2 separate regions of the Sus scrofa genome follow, and region 2 is linked to region 1. A link is a contact called in public Hi-C data. All regions are on one chromosome and are shown on one strand. The core of a region is the stretch at or near the end of the contact, and the rest is flanking DNA. Distances in the headings are between cores, read along the strand shown. Region 1 holds the start of ELAC1 (zinc phosphodiesterase ELAC protein 1). Region 2 holds the start of MEX3C (RNA-binding E3 ubiquitin-protein ligase MEX3C).

Region 1 (3,015 bases), core at 83-2,582:
ATTAAAAGACAGGAGCCCATGTGTAGCTTGTCAGAATTCTGATGTGTACTACTAACTGATAATGGGAGGAAAAAGCAACTGGGAAAATGTAAATGTTCACTGGATAGATGGTAATGTGAAATTCTTGTAACTTTGATAATGGTTTTAAGAAGGAGTTACTGTTTTCTAAACAAACACAAGCATTTTATGGGTGAAATAGTACATTTGGAATTGCTTCAAAATAATCCAGTGGGGGTGAGGATAAGAGATGAAATAAGATCGATCATGAGTTGGGAATTCAATACACGATTCTCTTTTCGTATATATTTTAAAGTTTCCATAATAAAAGTTTAAAAACAAGCCAAATGATCAAAACTCTTCCACTAAGTCGGGAAGTAGTCAGAGATTAATTTATTTAACAGGGGTGCATGTTTTGTGACATGCACCATTCTAAGCACTAGGAAGCAAATAACCAAACAAGATTTTGGTCCCTGTTTTCTAGAACAAGAAAAACAGCCGCCTGTTTTCTGATGACTATATCCATTTTGGAGGACGTGCACATTCCGGGTCGGAACACCGCACATCATCACCGTACTGTCATTTGACATTGGGTCAGTGGTTCTCCATCCTGGCTGTATATCACCTGGTGATTCTGGGGGCTCAGCATTTGGAAGGCAGCCCAAGTGATTCTAAAGGCTGCCAGACTGAGAACGAGTTTCCAAGCAGGTAGCGCCAACCCTGCCATCACTCAGTGGTGCACGTAGGGCAGATACTGCCATCCTCCGTTTTAGAGATGAAAGAACCGTGGCCCGCGAGATAGAGTGAGCGGCCAAGGCCGAGTCCGGTCCAGAGGCTAGGTCTAAGACCGCTAGCCAGCCCTGCCTCTCCTCCAAGTTGGCATCACCTCGCAAAGTAGGGATGAGCGGCGGCAGGAGCGCAGGACCGCTGAGGCCCCCGCCCGGGGCGAGGGGGTGGGGATTTCGGGGGTAGACAAGGCGCATCCTTGCTCCCTTGCGCTCCGGGCCCAGCCCGCGAGTACGTAGGAAGCGCGCCCGCCCGCTCACTCAGCCAATTCGGCAGACGCGGGGGAGGCCGCGGCGGCGCAGACCCCCGCCCGCCCCCCGCCGGCACGCCTTGCCCCACTCACCCACTGCCCGAAGCCCGCGGCAAAAGCCGAGGGAGGCGCAGGCCCGCAGCGAGGCCGAGCCGTCCACGGGGCTGCAACGTTCGCGGGCGGAAGTCCGCCGCCGCCTGTGTCCGCGTGCAGCCGCTCTAGGACGCAGCGGAGGTCCGCGCTCGGTGGTTCCCGCCAGAGCTCCAATTTGCCCCGGGAGGCTGGGTGCTAGCCCCAGGCGTCTGCTGTGTCCCGCAGTGGGTTCCTCCCCTTCACTGGCCAGTACCAGCTCTCTGGGTAAGATGGTGGCGGTAACCCGTGAGGACCAGAGCGCGCCAAATGAGAACCGTGTACTCTTCGGCTTTTTATTTTTCCGTGTAAAAGTTTTCAAACAGGCGTGTTTTCCCAGATGGTTTGATCTTGCATATCTTTGCATAATGCCCGTTGTTTCGTGGAAATGAATCTTTCTTAATCACTGAATCTAAAAGCTTGAGCTTCCGGTGCCTTAGAATCAGAGTTGGTAGCAGCATTACTATAGATCTCGAATCTTTCTCGATTCCACTTTGCTATTCCTGGGATGCACCAGAATGTTTGCTGAAAATCTGCAGCTCCTGTACTGTGCTCGCACAAGCGTCGCAGGTGTATTCTCTTAGTGTACAGCATAGCCTGCTGGACACGTGAAGGAAAAGCCCAGGCCCCAGCTGTATGTGGTGGTTACAACCTCGAGGGGAAAAAACTCATTTGGTTTAAATCCCAACTTTAAGAATTTCACGTTTCTATGCAGTGCCAGATGCAGTGCTTTTTGCTTACATGCTGGAAGTGGTAAAATATTCAGCAGCTTCATAATAGGAATAGAAAAAGGACTGTTGTGTGTGTAGTTTTTGAAACTACCAGGAGAGATGGATCAAAGAACTCTTCCACCCCCTGCCCTGGCTGCTTTGCTTAGTAAACCATTAGATCATGTACTTTGGGGCTTCTTCAGAGCTTTTATTTATTCAAGTAGTAACTGAGCTGCGACTTTGTGGATAGTATTTTTTTTTTTTTTTACTATTTCTTTGGGCCGCTCCCGCGGCATATGGAGGTTCCCAGGCTAGGGGTCCAATCAGAGCCATAGCCACTGGCCTACGCCAGAGCCACAGCAACGCGGGATCCGAGCCGCGTCTGCAACCTACACCACAGCTCACGGCAACGCCGGATCGTCAACCCACTGAGCAAGGGCAGGCACCGAACCCGAAACCTCATGGTTCCTAGTCGGATTCGTTAACCACTGCGCCACGACGGGAACTCCAATAGTATTATTTTTGATCCTGAGATAATTTATAAAATATGTCATGACCCCTAGTTTTAGGAGCATTCACTGAAGTTGGGAAACGAGGTATCAGGAAGCCACTAACAATATTCGGGAACAAATAGGAAGCCAAAAGGAGTCATAAAAATATGGAAATAGGGAGATCATTACGTTAAGAAGGGGCCAAGACTTGAGTTGGGTCTTGTAGAATGGTTAAGACTTGGATTAATGTGGACATGGAAAAATAAGGTAGATTTTGTCACATGGGGTCTGGCTTAACAATGTGTTAAAAACCTGGCCTTGAAGTTTACTCTGCCACTTGCTTAGCTAAGAAGTGCTCAAGAAGATAAGGAATACACAAGGTCTTGATCACAGCTCAGCTGCTGGTCCCCTACAGCAGTACTCTCCATAGACCTCCCCATTCCAGAGGTTCCTGCCTTGTTCCTGCTCTTCTCCCCTCCGCCCCCATCAAGGCTTCTTACAACTCCTCAGAGATTATTATATCTTTAGAGAGTACTGAATAGTGCTTTTTTGTTCATTTTTAAAACTTTACATTATAGGAACTTTTTAACATACACAAAAGTCAAGAAAATGTTTAATGAACCTTTAGGCATAATCATCACTCATCTTCAGC
Region 2 (2,700 bases), core at 24-2,523, 180 kb before region 1:
TCACATTCTATCTCCATGAGACAACGCAGGTGATTAAGACTAACCTGGGGAGGCTACTGGTACTAAAGGGGTGGAGGGAGGGGGGAGCAAGGGAAAGGTGTGTGTGACAGTAGTCTTAGCCCAAGATGAGGGAAAGCGATAAGGCTTTCTTTCTGACAAGTCATTTAAAAACCGGACAATACTGTGGGAAGAACGTCTTGAAAGAGGAAACGATGATTTAATTTCCTTGAAAAGCCCCGAAGAACTCAAGTTCAGCATTTAAGGCTCCTGATGTAACCGACCGGCCACGCACTGGGAGCCGGGCCAGATGGGCGTGGGAGGGCTCTGCCCCGCGGGAGGAGCCTGCCCGAGTTGTGCAGGGAAGGCCCAGGAGCCACGCGGTTCAGGAAACCACCCCCGCGGCTGGAGAGGGGAACACTTCACTGGCCCCTCCTTCGATGACTCTCCCTAGGCCCTTACCCTGAAAGAGGGAAATCTCTTCAACAACGCTTTCCCGGCCCAAGCCTACGCTACACTCCAAGGCCGCTCCCTCTGTGCGCTAACAGACCCCACCCAGGTGGGCCAGAGGGATGCGGAGAACCAGAGAAAACCAGGTGTATGCTTCCACTGCGTGCGCCTGCGCAAAAACCCCAATTCGGGCCCTAGCTTCAGCCTCTGCTGCCACGCCTTCGTCCCGCCTCCCTTCCCGCCCCCACCTGGGTACGTCACAAAGAGTGACATGTAAAGCGAACAATCACAGTCCCTCTCCTCGTGAGCCAGTAGGGAAAGGGGTGGGAGGGTGGGGGGAGGGCAGAGGACGGAAGGAGAAGGCTTGGGGGACTGGCTCGTCCTGGTCACCCAATCAGAGAGCTCTGGGGAAAAGCGGGGCGGGGCCCAAAAAGAGGGTGGGGGGGTGGGGCTAGGGAAAGGAGTTAGAAGGCTGAGGGGAGGAGAGGGCGGGCTCCCAAGGATTAAAAGCGGCCAATCAGAGCCCGCCGGCTTCATTCGGAGAGCAGCGTGGGGCGTCGCCGCCGCCGCCGCGCGCGCCGGGGGCTGGTTAAGGCCATGAAACAAAAGAAACCCTGAGAGGGGAGCCGCTGCCACCTCCACCAGCCCGCCCCGCCGCCGTCCCCACCCACCCACCTAGTTACCTACCTCTGCCTCCTTCCCCTGCCCCTCCACCCCGCCCTCTCCGGTCTCCGGGGGCCCTGGCGCTCCTCGGCCCGGGTCGCCAGCCCCGCCGCCTCTCCAGAGGAAAGGTGTTTGCGCGCTGAGCAGGGCCGGGGCCCTGTCCGCCATGGGGCTCGCCGCCCGCCGCGCCTGACCCGGCCGCCGCCGCCGCCGCCATTGACAGCGCGCCGCCGCGATGCCGAGCGGCAGCTCCGCGGCCCTGGCCCTGGCGGCGGCCCCGGCCCCCCTGCCGCAGCCGCCCCCGCCGCCGCCGCCGCCGCCACTGCCGCCGCCCGCGGCTGGCCCGGAGCTCGAGGGGGACGGGCTCCTGCTGAGGGAGCGCCTGGCCGCGCTAGGCCTCGACGACCCCAGCCCAGCGGAGCCCGGCGCCCCGGCTCTCCGGGCCGCGGCAGCGCAGAGCCAGGCCCGGCGGGCGGCGGGGCTGTCTCCGGAGGAGCGGGCTCCGCCCGGCCGGCCCGGGGTTTCGGAGTCGGCCGAGCTGGAGCTGGAGGAGGACGAGGAGGAGGGGGAGGAAGCGGAGCTGGACGGAGAGCTGCTGGAGGAGGAAGAGCTGGAGGAGGCAGAAGAGGAGGACCGGCCGTCTCTGCTATTGCTGTCGCCGCCCGCGGCCGCCGCCTCCCAGACCCAGCCGATCCCAGGCGGGTCCCTGGGGTCGGTGCTGCTGCCCGCCGCCGGCTTCGATGCTCGGGAAGCGGCCGCGGCGGCTGCGGCGGCTGGAGTACTTTACGGAGGGGACGATGCCCAGGGCATGATGGCGGCGATGCTGTCCCACGCCTACGGCCCCGGTGGCTGCGGGGCGGCGGCAGCCGCCCTGAACGGAGAGCAGGCGGCCCTGCTCCGGAGAAAGAGCGTCAACACCACCGAGTGCGTCCCGGTGCCCAGCTCTGAGCATGTCGCCGAGATTGTCGGTCGCCAGGGTGAGTACGGGTTGGGGGTAGTCCAGCTGGGCATGGCCCGGGGCGTGGGTGGGGAGACGAAAGAAAAGAGCTTGGGGCAGAAAAGACAAGCCCGGCGAGTTCCCCCACGTCTACCGCGACGGGGTTTGGGAGGAGCCGAGGAAATGAGAAGATGGGTCACCTTGCGAAAATCCCACGGTGTTCGGCTCCTATTCTGTTGCCTGACAAAAGGTGGTAAGTTTCTCGAGCCACCCAGTCCGGCGGTGTTCACTCTACTCGGGTTGAATTCCTGGAACATCCGGCTGGCGTGGCACCAAAAACCTCAGTGAGGTGGTAAAAGGTCGGGTCGGTTGTGGATTCGGTGTTGTGCACGGAAAGCTACGAGATGACAAGTTTGCGCAGCCCACTGTCTTGTAAAAAGGGCATGGCTTCCCTTACAAGCAGATTGTTCGGATGAAGAAATTGACAGAAATGAAGGCTTGTAGAAAGAGCTTGAGGGGGAAGGGGATGTTCATGCGGTCGTTCCAACCGCCACCCCCCCCCCACCCCTCCGCTATTCAGAAATTTAGTTTTTGAAGAACAGCCTAACTCTCTGTGGATCTTAGTGTATTCCTTTTGATACATTCTAACTCTC

Evidence for each region. Hi-C and Micro-C count contacts between places; a contact is called where the count stands out from the background.
Region 2: a contact with region 1 is called in a Hi-C map of fetal skeletal muscle, with 1.9 times the contacts expected there. The contact joins the promoter of MEX3C here to the promoter of ELAC1 in region 1. A contact is called at or near these places in 4 of 47 Hi-C or Micro-C datasets (embryonic fibroblasts, epiblast stem cells, fetal skeletal muscle and 1 more).

What each region holds. Positions count from the first base shown.
Region 1 is chr1:100,512,979-100,515,993 of Sscrofa11.1, reverse strand. ELAC1 (zinc phosphodiesterase ELAC protein 1) reads right to left here and starts at 1,332. Exons shown (of 4, transcript XM_003121444.6): 1 at 1,127-1,332.
Region 2 is chr1:100,697,850-100,700,549 of Sscrofa11.1, reverse strand. It overlaps MEX3C (RNA-binding E3 ubiquitin-protein ligase MEX3C), which reads left to right and starts at 1,273. Exons shown (of 2, transcript XM_021093297.1): 1 at 1,273-2,087. The coding sequence starts at 1,346.